Linked DNA regions of Mus musculus: regions 1 and 2 are each linked to region 3. The links are chromatin contacts, called in public HiCAR-type and HiChIP or PLAC-seq maps. All regions are on one chromosome and are shown on one strand. The core of a region is the stretch at or near the end of the contact, and the rest is flanking DNA. Distances in the headings are between cores, read along the strand shown.

Region 1 (4,900 bases), core at 439-2,938, 450 kb before region 3:
GTAAAAAAAAAAAAAAACTTGGGTTTTCTTCTCCTAAAGCTAGTAAAATAATTCGTCTTATACGTGATCTTGAAATTCAAGAAATAGGGTTGTCTTCTACAGTGAATAGACTTACAAGATTAAAAAAAAAAAAAAAAAAAGTAACTGGCATTGAAAATGTCAGAGAATTTTTAATTTTTTGCTTCCAAAATTAGTAAATGGGCAGCCTAAAATAATTTCTAGAAAGAAATCCACTGAGTTTCGGAAACATTCATTGATTTAATAGACTTGTTTTTCTGACCAAACCATCAATTGAAGACTGGGAATGAATATTCAAACTCCACCCTCAAAACCTATTTCCACAGAAGTGTCATATGGTTCACGATTAACTACATACACATTTCAAACTAATGCTTATAAATCATGTTTAAGACCCCCTAACATAAAATATGCAGACTGGGGTTGGGTTTAGGGTACTTACTTGTGCTTCAGAACAAATTTTACATTCTTGTACGCGAAGGCTACTAAGTAAGTGCTTACTAAGGTCATCACACTGTAGAGCACAGCAGACTGGATGAGATCCATATGCCATATTCTCCAATACAACCCTGAGATAAGACAAAAGCAAGGGACACACAACATCACTGCCCCATTGCACATGCCAGACTACAGCTAAGCCAGGTAAATGAGAGTCAGTAAATCCCACCCAGTATCCGAAAAACTTCACTAGAGGTGAGATAGACAATAAACTGGGTTTGTCCCAGTTCAGGGCTTTCCCAGTACAGAAAGGTAGGCTGTGGGGATATTGCTAGTCTAGAAATTTCATCTTCTAACTTGAGAACAAACTGGGAGTGGGGATTACAAATAATAACAATTTCACTCATGGAATACTAGGAAGTTAAAACACGGGCCATTTTAAATCAACCGCTGTCCCAAAACTTTGGTTAACTTGCTGACGTGGCTGCTCACTGAAATCCAAACAATGCTTTGTCGGGCCAGTGAACCCAGGGGGCTCCACACCACATTCACTGCAAGCTGAGCTTTTTACAAGGCCAAAATAACAAAGAACTTTTTTTGGACATGATTGGCCTGCAGCACTGCGGCAGTGCGGGTCAGGAGACAGGAAACTCGGAAAACCTGGACTTGGAGACAGTTTTGGCCTTCAAGTGGGCAGTTTCTCATTCAATCGAGAAGGCTCGAGCTGCTCTCTAGGAGTTATTGAAATCCTAAACAAGGCTGATCGCGGACCTCGGGCAAGGCCTAACTTGGCATTCTGCACGTCCAAAGGATGCTCGGGAGTAAGGGGAGGTTTGCCACGGGTCACGCTGCTAATTCAGTGAAGGTTTATCAGTGGCTCCCCCGCCCGGTTCATTAAAGACATCCTAGTGTCCAACAGTGGTGAGGAGAAGGGCAGTGTACCAAAAAGAGATTCCGGGCCAGAACCCGCGCCCGGCTCAGAAGCACGCCGCGAGTGACTTCCCGAGGACGCTGCTCCGGACACTAGGCCTCCCCGCCGCGCCCGCCACGTCCCCGCCGCCACCGCCGCCCGCCCGAAGCTCACAGATGGGGATGGCAGACACGATGAACGCGTTCCCGAAGAACAGCGCCGACGATTTGGCCGACAGGTTGCGGCTGAAATCCTGAAGGAGCAGGTCCTCCTCGGACTGCTGCTTGGAGCCGCCTTTGGGAGCCATGGCCGAGCTGAAGACTGGAGGCCGGGAGCAGGGAGGCAGGGAAGGTTCAGAAGGCCGCGTATCCGCCCGCGACCCGTCAGCGCAACGCGGAGGCGGGACTCCGCAGGGTACGCTGCTTCGGGATTGGCCATCTTGCCGTCGTTTCACAAGCGTCGAGGTACGATTGGGCATGCGAACAAGACTTCCGCATCCTTCAGGGTACGTGGCGCCTCAATGCCACAAAGAATGAAGGGATTTGTAGTTTAGTGTGTAGTTTAGAGCTGCTCTCTAACTCGCCTGCCTCAGTCTCCAGAGACAGGCTTGGATAATCGAAATGAGCAACCATACAAGCAGTACTGTTTTAACTAACTAACCAGCTAGCTAACGAACTAACTAACGTTATTGGTATTTCATTCCACATGTGCACTTTATATTTCTTTTTAAATTTATTACATTGATTGAACAATTGGCTCATTGGTTGATTGATGATTAGTTGATTGATTGATTGGTTGGAGGGCCGTGCCACAACGTTGTCAGAACACAACTTGAGGAAGTTAGTTGTCTACTTTTACTTTCTGGGTCCCAGAGATTGAACCAAATTGTCACGTTTGTGTCTTTACCCTCTGAGCCATCTGCATGGTTTAATTTATTATTATTATTATTATTATTATTATTATTATTATTATTACTATTACATCATTTTAATCAACAAAGCCTCTTAGCCTCTAAAAGACTCTCTCATTACAGTCTTTAGAATTGGAAAATAAAAAAACTCTTGTGGAGTTTTACTCCTGGCCCAGACCCGCGGCGGAAGCGAGCCATGGCTGTCTATCACGGGATGCTGCGCTTCGGGAGGCTGTGTATCGCGAGCCTGGGGGCGCGGGGCCCCCGGACGCTGCTCACTCGCCCTCGGCCGAACTCGAAGTTGCAGAGTGTCCGCGCTCTCAGTTCTGGAATGGTGAACTGCACCAACCCCTTGCCCATTGGAGGCCTCAGCTACATTCAGGGCCACACCGACTCCCATCTTGTGAACACAACTGTGGGCGAGTGCCTTGACGCCACAGCGCAGAGGTTCCCCGACAGAGAGGCTTTGGTTATCCTCCATGAAAACATCAGGCTGAACTTTGCGCAGCTCAAGGAGGAGGTGGACAAAGCTGCTTCTGGTCTTCTGAGCATTGGCCTCCGCAAGGGTGACCGGCTGGGCATGCAGGGACCCAACTCCTATGCCTGGGTACTTATTCAGCTGGCTACTGCCCAGGCAGGCATCATCCTGGTGTCTGTGAACCCAGCCTACCAGTCCTCAGAACTGGAATATGTCCTCAGAAAGGTAGGCTGCAAAGGTATTGTGTTTCCCAAACAATTCAAGACCCAGCAGTACTACGACATCCTGAAGCAGGTCTGTCCTGAGCTGGAAAAGGCTCAGCCAGGGGCCTTGAAGAGTGAGAGACTCCCAGACCTGACTACAGTCATCTCCGTGGATGCCCCTCTGCCGGGGACCCTGCTCCTGGATAACATCGTGGCAGCCGGTGGCAAGGAACAGAACCTAGCCCAGCTGCGGTACAACCAGCGGTTCTTGTCCTGCTACGACCCCATCAACATCCAGTTCACCTCGGGGACAACTGGAAACCCCAAGGGGGCCACTCTTTCCCACCACAACATCGTAAACAACTCCATGCTGATAGGCCAGCGTCTGAAGATGCCCACAAAGACTGCAGAGGAGTTGCGCGTGGTCCTGCCCAGTCCCCTGTACCACTGCCTGGGCTCCGTGGGGGGCACAATGGTGTCTATGATGCATGGTGCCACTCTCCTCCTGTCTTTTCCAAGCTTCAATGGCAAGAAGGCATTGGAAGCCATCAGCAGAGAGAAAGGCACCCTCCTGTATGGCACACCCACGATGTTTGTGGATATTCTGAATCAGCCAGACTTCTCCAGTTATGATTTCACAAGCATTCGTGGAGGTGTGATTGCTGGGTCCCCAGCACCCCCGGAATTGATTCGAGCCATCATCAACAAGATGAACATGAAGGAGCTGGTGGTTGTTTATGGAACCACAGAGAACAGTCCCGTGACCTTCATGAACTTTCCCGAGGACACCCTGGAGCAGAAGGCTGGAAGTGTGGGCAGAATTATGCCTCACACGAAGGCCCAGATTGTGAATGTGGAGACGGGTGAGCTGACCAACCTGAACGTGCCTGGGGAGCTGTATATCCGAGGGTACTGCGTCATGCAGGGCTACTGGGGTGAGCCACAGAAGACCTTCGAGACGGTCGGACAAGACAAGTGGTATCGGACAGGAGACATTGCTTCGATGGATGAACAAGGCTTCTGCAAGATCGTCGGCCGATCAAAGGATATGATCATCCGTGGCGGTGAGAACATCTACCCTGCAGAGCTGGAGGACTTCTTCCTCAAGCACCCACAGGTGCAGGAAGCGCAGGTGGTTGGGGTGAAGGACAAGCGGATGGGGGAGGAAATCTGTGCTTGCATTCCGCTGAAGAGCGGAGAGACCACCACGGCGGAGGAGATCAAAGCTTTCTGCAAAGGGAAGATTTCCCACTTTAAGATTCCCCGATACATCGTGTTTGTTGAAGGCTATCCTCTCACCATCTCAGGAAAGATCCAGAAATTCAAACTCCGAGAGCAGATGGAACAGCATCTAAAACTGTGAAGCAAAGGAGGGTCCTCCCAGCCCTCCCAGAGCCCCTCAGTCCTCCCACACAAAGGAGGGTCCTCCCAGTCCTCCCAGAGCTCCTCAGCCCTCCCACACAAAGGAGGCCCCTCCCCCAGAGCCCTTCAGTCCTCCCACACAAAGGAGGGTCCTCTCAGCCCTCCCAGAGCCCCTCAGCCCTCCCACACAAAGGAGGGGCCTCACAGCCCTCCCAGAGCCACTCAGTCCTCCCACACAAAGGAGGGTCCTGAGCCCTCCTCAGGCCCCTTGTCATCTTTGTGACTTGGTGTAAAGACTTCCCTGTTTGGCCAGTGTCTGGCTGGTGTGCTCACTCTGTAGCTCTTGTGTGATGGAGAAGGGAAGAGACAGGAGGGCAGCCAGCACCCTCAGACCTAATTTCCCAGCACTTTGCTGTCTGTGCGTTAGTTACTTAATCTAAGCCCCACTCTGTCCTCTTGAAATTCCAAGCCATCCTCATTTTTTTCTTTCTTTTTGGTTTTTTGTTTTGTTTTTGTTTGTTTGGCTTTTTTTGTTTGTTTGTTTTGTTGTTTTCCCTTGAGACAGGATCGTCCTCTGTACC
Region 2 (4,714 bases), core at 1,138-3,637, 410 kb before region 3:
GTCACTGGAGTGGGCTTGAGGTTTCAAAAGGCCACATCAGGCCCAGTCTCTCTATCTGCCTGCTGTTTCTAAGATGTAAGTGCCTTCCCGTCTGGGTGGGTGCCTTGAACAGACCTTGGGCTCGAAATTCACAGTCAGTCCCACTCCCAAGTGCTCTAACACACCTAGGATCACAGGATCTCAGGAGCTTGGTCACACCAGGATCTCAGGATCCCAGAGGTAGCTTGACTCCCAGGAACTCTGACATACCCAAGATCTCAGGATCACAAGATCCCTGAATCACAGAACCACAGAGGCAGCTGGACTCTGAGGAGTTCTGACACAACCAGGATCACAGGAAGGACAAGGAAGAAATAAAGAAAGAAATTAAAGGCTTTTTAGAATTTAATGAAAATGAAAGACACGTATACCAAACTTATGTGACACAATGAAAGCAGTGGTGAGAGGAAACTCATAGCTCTAAGTGCCTCCAAAAAGAACCCGGAGAGAGCTTACACTAGCAGCTTGACAGCACACCTGAAAGCTCTAGAACAAAAAGAAGTAAATGTACCCAAGAGGGGCAGGAAATAATCAAACTCAAGGCTGAAATCAATCAAATAGAAACAAAAAGAACTAAACAAAGAATCAACAAAACCAGCAGCTGGTTCTTCGAGAAAAACAACAAGATAGATAAACCCTTAGCCAGACTAACCAGACGGCACAGAGATAGTATCCAAATTAATAAAACCAGACATGAAAAGAGAGACATAACAATGGACATCGTGGAAATTCAAAAAATCATCAGATCCCTCTATAAAAGCTTATAATCAACAAAATTGGAAAATCTGAATGAGATGGACAATTTTCTAGACAGATACTAGGTGCCAAAGTTAAAACAGGATCAGATAAGCCATCTAAACAGCCCCATAACCCCTAAAGAAATAGAAGCTGTCATTAGTAGTCTCCCAACCAAAAAAAGCCCAGGACCAGATGGGTTTAGTAGAGAATTCTATCAGACCTTTAAAGAAGACCTAATACCAATACTCTTCAAACTATTCCACAAAATAGAAACAGAAGGTACACTATCCAATTCATTCTATGAAGCCACAATTACATTGATACCTAAACCACACAAAGGCTAAACAAAGAAAAAGAACTTCAGACCAATTTTCCTTATGAAAATCATCATAGAAGCAGGTGGAGGGGGGATGTGACAGGGGGGTTCCAGGAGGGGGTGAAACCAGGAAAGAGGATAACATTTGAAATGTAAATAAAGAAAATATCCAATAAAAATGTTAATTTCACATTTAAAAAAAAATTAAAATGAAAACTCTCAGCTAAGGTTCCAGTTGCCTGACTGCTGACATGTTCCCGGCCATGATGGTTATAGACTAGACTCTAAAGCTGTAAGCAAGCCCCTAAATAAAATGCTTTCTTTTATGTATTTCCTTTGTTGTGGTGTGTCTTTACAATAGTAAGACAGTGATCGAGACAGTTAGGAAGCCCAGTTAGAACACACTGAGATATATTGCTAAGCAACTTTCCAGACTCGGGATGTGTTGCCACCCATTAGCACTGTATGCAAGTTCTAGCTCCTCCACTGCCTTGCAATATGTGGTACTGGTCAGGCTTTTAATTTTAGCCATTTTGTGATGTGTAACAGAATCTCATGGTACTTTCCCTGGTGATTAATAACCATGAACATCTTTTAAAAACTTCCAATAATTGTGTTTGGGGATTTTTTTTTTATCTAAAGTCAGCTTTTAGGCAGGTGACTGAAATGATTAGTCATTTAAATAAATCTCTTTCAAGTTGCTCTGCGGAGAATTGGCTGTGTGGAACATGACAGAAGCCACGGCAGGAGATAGACTTGGACTGCGGTAAAGGAGTTAAAGAGACAAAGGTACTAAAGGCATTTTGGAGGAAGCCTACAGAGCGGAGCGCGCACCCACCGACTGGCTGTGGGAGAGAAGAGGAGGAGTCAAAGATGACCTGATCAGGCAAACCAATGGTGTGGTGCGTTCACCACTGGGTAGAAACCCAGAGTGGGTTCGTTGAGTTAGCAGGAAAGTAATCGGATATGAGAGACTGAATCATACCCTAGCGAACTGTGCCAAGCCCAAAATAAAGCATAAAAAATAAATTCTAGTCACAAACTGTGTTCAAAGAAACCACTGGGCACTCAGAAAACCACAATGGCTTTGACTAACTTCCCTACCTTCCAAGTGAACCGAGTGGCACGGAGCAGTCAGACTTGGTTTCTTTTAGCATGGGCGGTGCCAGGTTTTGTTTTGTCTTGTTTGTTCTTCAAAGAATAAGTCTGTCTCTACACAAAGAAATGAAAAGTCCTAAAATTTAAAATTAGATTAGTTTGGAAATTACTGGCATTTTTCTTCTCGTGTGAGGTCGCTCTGCCCTTGCAGGCCAGTGCTGGGCAAATGACACATTTCTTCCCCAGCCCACACTTGCTTGTTTTCATGCACGGCACAGCAAAATTCCCACATTTCAAACATGTGGCCCACGTGGTAAATACTTTAATCCTCATTTAAAACTTTGACTCTTTTTATACTTTGAATTGTGTTATTATATAAAAGGTAGCATGCCAGAGAGCTGGCTTACTGGGGCATTTCTATATAGGAAACAAAATTCCACCCTTGCAGAAATAATAAGCTGACTCTTCAAGTTGCTACAGTGTTTGACTGCCTGCTGTTTTGGTTTGTATAGTGCTTTTCAGTTCTCAACCCAGTGATAACACTACAGAAAAGAACTTCGTAGTTAATAACAGCTTACTATAGATAGTCCCAGTGCAAAACACCAATCCCATGAGCTATGCACTATTATTATCTCTACTGGACATATCAGAAAACCAACTTCAGTAGCTGGCCCAGGATCACTTGACTGGGAAGCATCAGGGTCAAGATCAAAACCTCGGTTTATCTCAAAACTGAAAACTGAAGCTCTTAATGGTTTCCTAGCCAAAAGAGGGCAGGGTAAAATTAAGTGTGTATTCAGGAGCCAGGCATTCAGCCGACTTGCTGTGTGGCCTTGGATAGTTTCCTCCGGGAACCTCCAAAGTCCGTTAGTTTAGACTGGTACTTTCCTTCCTGCCATGGTTCCTATCTCGCTGAGTACTATAAGAATTAATTGGAATTAATTAGAAACATGGCTATATTCTGCTCTGAAAATGTTATCTATCACTGTGTGGAAGTTGCTTTGTTGCAATATAACCCACATCCCATACATTTGCAGAATTATAATTAGCCATTGCTAATTTACTCTCTCGTTTTTTCTACATCCCAGGGCTTTGTGCAAGGCAGGGCTGGGGCAAGTGACAGGTTCCTTTTCCCATCCCACACTTTGCTTATTTACACGCATTGCAAAGCAAAATTTCCACATTTCAAACATGTAGCCCACATGGTAAATACTTATGTTAGTGCCCTGCCACGGAGCTATATACCCCAGCCCAGTTTCAGAAAACCCTTGTGATAGCTATTCATAGTTGTCAATTCAACACAGCTGGGAAGAGAGAACCTCAACTGAAGAATCACCTGTACCAGACTGGCCTAGAATATGTCTGTGGGGCATGTTGTTGATTATTATAGTAAAGTCTAGCCCACAGTGGGGGGTGCCATCCCTGGCCTAGTTAGCCTGGACTTTATGAGAAAGCTAGATGAACAAGCCAGCAAGCAGCAGTCACCCACGGCCTCTGCTTTAATTCCTGCCTCTATGTTTGTGCCATACAACTTTATGTCAACTTGACACAATCTAAAATCAGCTGAGAGGAGGGAACCGAAACTGAGAAAAGGCCTCCATAAGATTGGCCTAGAGGCAAGCCTGTAAGCATTATCCCAACTAGCGATTAATGTGGGAGGCTTAAGTCCATTGTGAATGGTGCCATCTTTGAGCTGGACACACTTGACTTCTATAAGAAAGCGGGCTGAGCAAGTCATAGGGAGCAAGCCAGTAAGCAGCACCCTCCATGGCCTCTGCATCAGCTCCTGCCTCCAGGTTCCTGCCCTGCTTGAGTTCCTGTCCTCACTGCTTTTGATGGTGAACTGATATATGGAACTGTGAATGAAGTAAACCTTTTGCTTCATGAGTTTCTCTTGGTCATGGGGTTTCACAGCAGCAACAGTAACCCTAGCTGAGATGATGTTTCTGCCTTACACTCCTTCCTGGGCTTCCTGAGAGATGGACTCTAACCTGGAAGCAGAAATAACCCTTTCCTTCCCACTGCTTTGCCTAATGGTATTTTCCACAGGAACCAGAACCAAGCTTGAACAATTTCCCTAGTACAGAAAAAGAGACTTAGTATCTACTGACACTCTCTTCCTCCCCCCAACCCTCTCACACATGCCCATTGGCTTTCATGTCTGTTACGATCTCTAGGCATTTGACATCTATAGAATCATGGAACATGGTACCTATTGTTGCTGACTCATTTGGCCTAACATTTCCAAGTTCATCCATATTGTAGCATATAGAACTATTTCGCTTCTTTCATTGTTGTTTACATTTGGCTTTTCTTTGGGGTGGAGTTATTTGTCAGCTAGTTTTTTATTTTGAAACAGAGTTTATGTATCACTGGCTGACCTGGACACTCAAAGAAGATTGGCCTGGAACTTGCAACAGTCCTGCCACCTCTGCCTCCTGAATACCGGAATTACAGCTATATGCCATCAGAGTAGACTTCGACATTTCATCTCTCTCTCTGTCTCTCTGTCTCTCTGTCTCT
Region 3 (4,793 bases), core at 1,308-3,807:
GAAAAACTAAACAAAAGCTCGCATCCACTCTCATTCGGGCAGCCCTATTTAAACACTGAGAGTCACACAGGAAGAAGTAAAGCAGAAGGGAACCTGTCGGGAAGATGGTTTCAGCAAGAGAAAGAAATAAGGCCCAGTTCATTATCTACGTGTGTGAGTCTGTCAAAAAAAAAAAAAAAAAGCTGGAGAGAGGGCTCAGTGGTTAAGATCTTTCTGCTCCTCCCGAAGGCCTGAATTCAGCTCCCAGCACCCACATCAAGTAGCTCACAATCACTTGTAATGCCAGTTCAAGGGTATCTAACACCCTCTCCTAACCTCCGCTCGCGCGCACACACACACACACACAATTTTAAAGAATATATATATGTATATACTTTAAATATATATATATGAATATATATGTATATACTTTAAATATATATATGTGTATATATATATATATATATATATATATATATATATATATATATATACTTTAAAAATAAAAGCAAACAAAGCAGTATACGGTTATGGGTATGTTCAATGGGTGTACATATGCTCTGTCAATCCCCACATTGGGGACAATAAAGAAAAAAAATAATGAAAACTGACAAGGGATATAACCATCACCACCTACCCAAAAGGAAAGCCAGGTCCTCTAAACTACAAAGTCACCTCCTAGCGCCATAACCTAAGGCATGAACTGCCCTTTTTCTATCTTCAGAGACCACACCACAGCCTTGGAATTGAACCAGCCAGCTGGGCTGGGTATTTCAATGTGACTGTCCTTGAAGTATTGCAGCACCCGTGTTTCCCATTTCCGAGAAGCTGGACATTGTTCTTGAACAGAAACACACTTGAAGCTACAGTGTAGATGCAGCAGAGATCACTGAAAACGTTGATGCATCTTTTGCTTGGCTTGGAGAGATATCAAGCATTCACTTGCCATCTGTAGATCAGTAATATTTTGATCTTTATTACTTTACGTGGCAATTGGGCAAGAAGCTCTATTGTCAGTCCCTACCTTTTCACATGCTGAATGCTGTTGCATCAGGACATGAGTTTCCCTTTTAAGCTTAGGCCTGTGATACTGAGCATATTGATTCTCCTTTATGAGCACAGACTGGAGTGAACTCTGTGCCCAATAGTGAAATGACTGCATTTAAAAAAAACAAGACAAAACAAACAAGAAAACCACTCAGAACTTCCTGCATCTGTTACTTTGTTGTGCTGGAGATAAACAGAATCTCCTTTATTAACCTCTGCACAATTTAAAAGGAATGAAAGCCCGAGTTTATCAAGTTCATGTTACTATCTTTATGTGCTGGCATTTGGCAATGTCTTCAGTCATTGTTTTTCATTATCGCTCTGGCTTTCAGAGCCTCCAGTGCAGTCACTTTGGCAAACTCGTGAATGCCAGCAGCCGTGTGAAGACAATGAGTGTCACTCTGTAATGTGACATGGGGAAATATTTTTCAATTTCCTAGCAGGTGCTGAGCTATGATTCTGACTCATAAAGGTGGTGATTATCTGTCTTTTCTGAAGTGAAGCAGCAGAGGGGAAAAAAGCATACTAAAACTAATGAAGAAAGCAAAAGTTGGGTCTGTTCTCTCTAGCTGGAGGATCTCTGGTCCTGGGAGTTGTTTTTCTCTCCTGTAAATGGATTGTTGTCTTGTGAAAGATAGCATCAGAGAGGATATTTGACTTTAGCAGGGACTGTTGGTGAACTGTATCCCTATACCTATGGACAATTCAAGAAAGATAAAAAGCATGAGGGCTTTATAGTGCTGAGTGTGGATGAAGCTTCTCGCAGACTGAAAAGAAATTCTTACCAGCTGCAGCACAAATACTGTTCAGAAAGGATTTTACATCAAGAGTTGTTTAACATCAGTATGCTTCATACAGGGAGGTCGCTGATCATATAGATGTGGTGTGTTAAGTAGAAACAGGAGTTGATTGATTCCTGTACAGCATGCATTGGTGATACAATGAATTAGACCCCATAATGGTTCTCCCTAGGTGTGGTGGAAGTGAAGGATAGGAGGGTGGTGGAGAAGGCTGATTTGACAGATGATATGAGAAGACCAGCTGACAGCAAAGGGAAGATGTTGCAGGATACATGTGCTTGAAGTATCAGAGGCCGGATACAGGACCAGAATATTTCCTCTATGCCTTCCTTCAGCATGGACATTATGTATCTCTATAAAATTTAGGAATCACAAACTTAAGAAATTATCTCTGAAGAGACAGCATTTATTTAAATGTCCTTGATCCATCCAGGGACCGGTAGCCTTATCAGTCAGTGGAGCCAAACTCCAGGCAGAGCTCAGGGAGTCATCTCCACAGCAAGGATTACAGCGGCCCCACCCATATCATCAGAGACATATAAAGGCGTCAGCAAAGTTCTCTTCCAATGGACTCATTTTTTCTCCAAAATTTGTTTCTTGCTTTCCAACTGCTTTGCTTAGTCTTCTGTAAGTAGATTTTGGGGTGTGGTCGCAGGAGGCCCGCCTGGAGGACTTCGGCGATGGAAGTGGGAGAGGCCCTATGAGTCTCACAGCAAGAATGAAGAGCCTCCTGCCTAAAGACGTTAGTCACTGGAAGTCATCCCTTTCTACCCACAGTGAGTCACAAGCCCCTCAGCCTCGCCTGTGGCGCAGAGGCTAAAGAACCAAAAACAGTTCATGCACATGTGAAACTACATTCGGGATGGACCATGACTGAAGGTCTGCTCCTGAGCTCAGCTTCCTCCAGCATCCTCGGGGGTGGGGTGGGGGTGTAGACCAAGCAGGAAAGTTCTTGCCCCTGTCCATCCTTCCCTCCCTTTGAACATCTTTCCCACACACTGCACACACCTTCCGACCACTGCAGCCAACAGTCTGCTTCTACCACCTGCATTTACAAGGCTTTTAACGTCTTCTGACCAGTCAGATATGCTGTTTATCCTCTCAGTTTCAACCACTGACTTCATTTAAGGTCATGTCCAAAAGGTGCTGTTTGCTACAGAGGGTCAAAAGTCACATTTTCTACTTTTTTTTCCCCTGTGAGTCTCACGCAGCAAATGCTCCTCTGTGTTCCTTTGACTTCCAAAGTTCTTGCTGGCCATAGTTTAACTGGATGCTTGCAGTCACACATCCACACGGTTCCCAAGCAGTGATTCTTAACCTTGTGAAAGTGCCAACGTTCTTTGAAATTGCAGTAGAAGGCAGGGCCTAGGCCCTCCTCAAGAGGACACATGTAAATATGTACAAGTGCTTCATGAAAATGCCAGGCTTCGCAGACCCTCTTGAAGCCTGTTCAGACAGTAACTCCAACCTAATGACCCCTGTTTAAACTCATTCTTCCAACTGTTCTGTGAGGTCATTGTATTGTGACCCATGGGAAAAACAAGGGCTGGTGAGTGGGACTCACCGCTGTCTGTGACTTGCCTGAAGTGGCTTCTGGCCAGGTTCCAAGTCTCCTCTGAAGCCTGTTTTGTGGACTTGTGTTTAGAAGAACAAAGCCAACACGGGAAGTACTTCTTCCAACAGGGTCTGCGTGTCAGAGCAGAGACTGGCATTCTTGGCGTTCTTGCCCATGTGATGATAGCTCCTGTCTGACTAAACCAACCTACAGAGTCCCACTTCGCCTCCTGAAGCAAGGTACCTTACCTAGGGTTAGAGAGACACATGTAAGAACAACAACCTCCTTGTTGTTGCAAATCTTTGACTTTCTCATGAGTAGTCCCCAGCTGTCTCCCCAAATCTGTCTGTACTGCCAGCTGGTCCATGAGGGTGCAGCCATACTGGGTCACTGTTGGGCAAGCAAGCTTTCTCTGTCAGCAGCCATGACTGTCATTCTCATGTCTTGACATAATGTGTTCCACACAAATCCTGGACCCTTTACTCAACTTTCCCCATGGATCTAAAGGCCTCTCTGTGTTCTAGCATGTGAATGATGTGTTGAGAAAGAGTCTCTGAAAGACATTGAGTGATGCTTTATGTAACAGCTCCAGTTTCAACTGTCAATACATGAGATTTGAAATGAAAATCTCCATGTAGCTGTTAATGCACAATGCCTCAGTCACTGCCTCAGAGATCCATCTTTTATTGCCTCACTGCAGGGGCAGGAGGGAAGGGGACAACTACCAATCCCATGGTTCCCCCAGACCCTGGACTGTGAGTTTACCACTGCCTCTTGGCCATCCTTGGGCTCAGCTCTCTGACATGACAAAGGATAATAGCGTCAAAGGAAATTGAGGAAGGTGGCTTTTTTCAAACACCATTTCCCATGTTTGAACAAATGTGTTTCATCACAACTCTGTCTGCTAGTAGGATGCTCTGTGGCTGACAGATGGCTTCAGCCAAGGAGACCTGGGTAATGACACTGGGAATTACCTCCCTGCACACCAGAACCATTTGTATCAGGGAATGCCACAGCACCAGGGCTCACAGCATCCTAGGAATGCACCTTCCATGCGTTTTCCTGAGTGAGTGGTTCCTGTACCACCATCCTCCATACCCTAATCCCATTAAGCCCAATCCTACTGCCTTCCTGGTGTCTCAAATGTGTTATTACACTATTTAAATATATATTTTTTCTATCATGAAAGTTAGTAAAGGTTCTGTGCTCTGGAGGCAAACGTTCCTAGTCCTACTGGTACAGTTCACCAGCAGTGAGGCCCCGAGGAATAAGTCAGAGGAAAAAGAGCTTTGTGAGCCAAAGGTCCTGGTTTGAAGGGTATGGAGAAGTTTCTCAAATGGTGCAGGAAAAGTGTTTCTGATATAAATATGACTCAAATGCACACAACACCATGGTTTATCTAAAATATATGT

What was found. HiCAR-type assays count read pairs that join an accessible place to other places. HiChIP or PLAC-seq counts read pairs in DNA pulled down with a chosen protein or histone mark.
Region 1: a HiCAR-type map of fibro-adipogenic progenitors shows a contact between it and region 3, with 5 times the contacts expected there. The contact joins the promoter of Ssr3 here to the enhancer-like site in region 3. A contact is called at or near these places in 16 of 39 promoter capture datasets (the 3T3-L1 cell line, 3T3-L1-derived adipocytes, the C10 cell line and 9 more), 6 of 484 Hi-C or Micro-C datasets (DN2 thymocytes, bone marrow-derived macrophages, cochlea and 3 more), 11 of 115 datasets of contacts at active chromatin or transcription factors (bone marrow-derived macrophages, cardiomyocytes, craniofacial prominence and 8 more) and 3 of 9 other capture datasets (adipose tissue, embryonic stem cells and macrophages).
Region 2: a contact with region 3 is called in a FOXA1 HiChIP or PLAC-seq map of pancreatic cancer cells. The contact joins two enhancer-like sites. A contact is called at or near these places in 2 of 484 Hi-C or Micro-C datasets (embryonic stem cells and muscle stem cells) and 3 of 115 datasets of contacts at active chromatin or transcription factors (acute myeloid leukemia, bone marrow-derived macrophages and pancreatic cancer cells).

The regions. Positions count from the first base shown.
Region 1 is chr3:65,390,865-65,395,764 of GRCm38.p6, forward strand. Ssr3 (signal sequence receptor, gamma) reads right to left here and starts at 1,689. Exons shown (of 5, transcript NM_026155.3): 1 at 1,541-1,689; 2 at 461-587. The coding sequence starts at 1,673. It also overlaps the pseudogene Gm5540.
Region 2 is chr3:65,433,209-65,437,922 of GRCm38.p6, forward strand. No RefSeq gene overlaps it. Among named protein-coding and RNA genes, the nearest start is that of Gm34576, 14 kb to the right of the region's middle. Within about 2 kb of position 2,388, at least 95 of the 459 cell types and tissues checked have an H3K27ac peak or open chromatin away from gene starts, as enhancers often do. A contact at or near this core is called in muscle stem cells and pancreatic cancer cells, where this site is marked.
Region 3 is chr3:65,841,949-65,846,741 of GRCm38.p6, forward strand. No RefSeq gene overlaps it. Among named protein-coding and RNA genes, the nearest start is that of Gm25755, 73 kb to the left of the region's middle. Within about 2 kb of position 2,558, at least 65 of the 459 cell types and tissues checked have an H3K27ac peak or open chromatin away from gene starts, as enhancers often do. A contact at or near this core is called in embryonic fibroblasts, fibro-adipogenic progenitors, liver and 2 more, where this site is marked.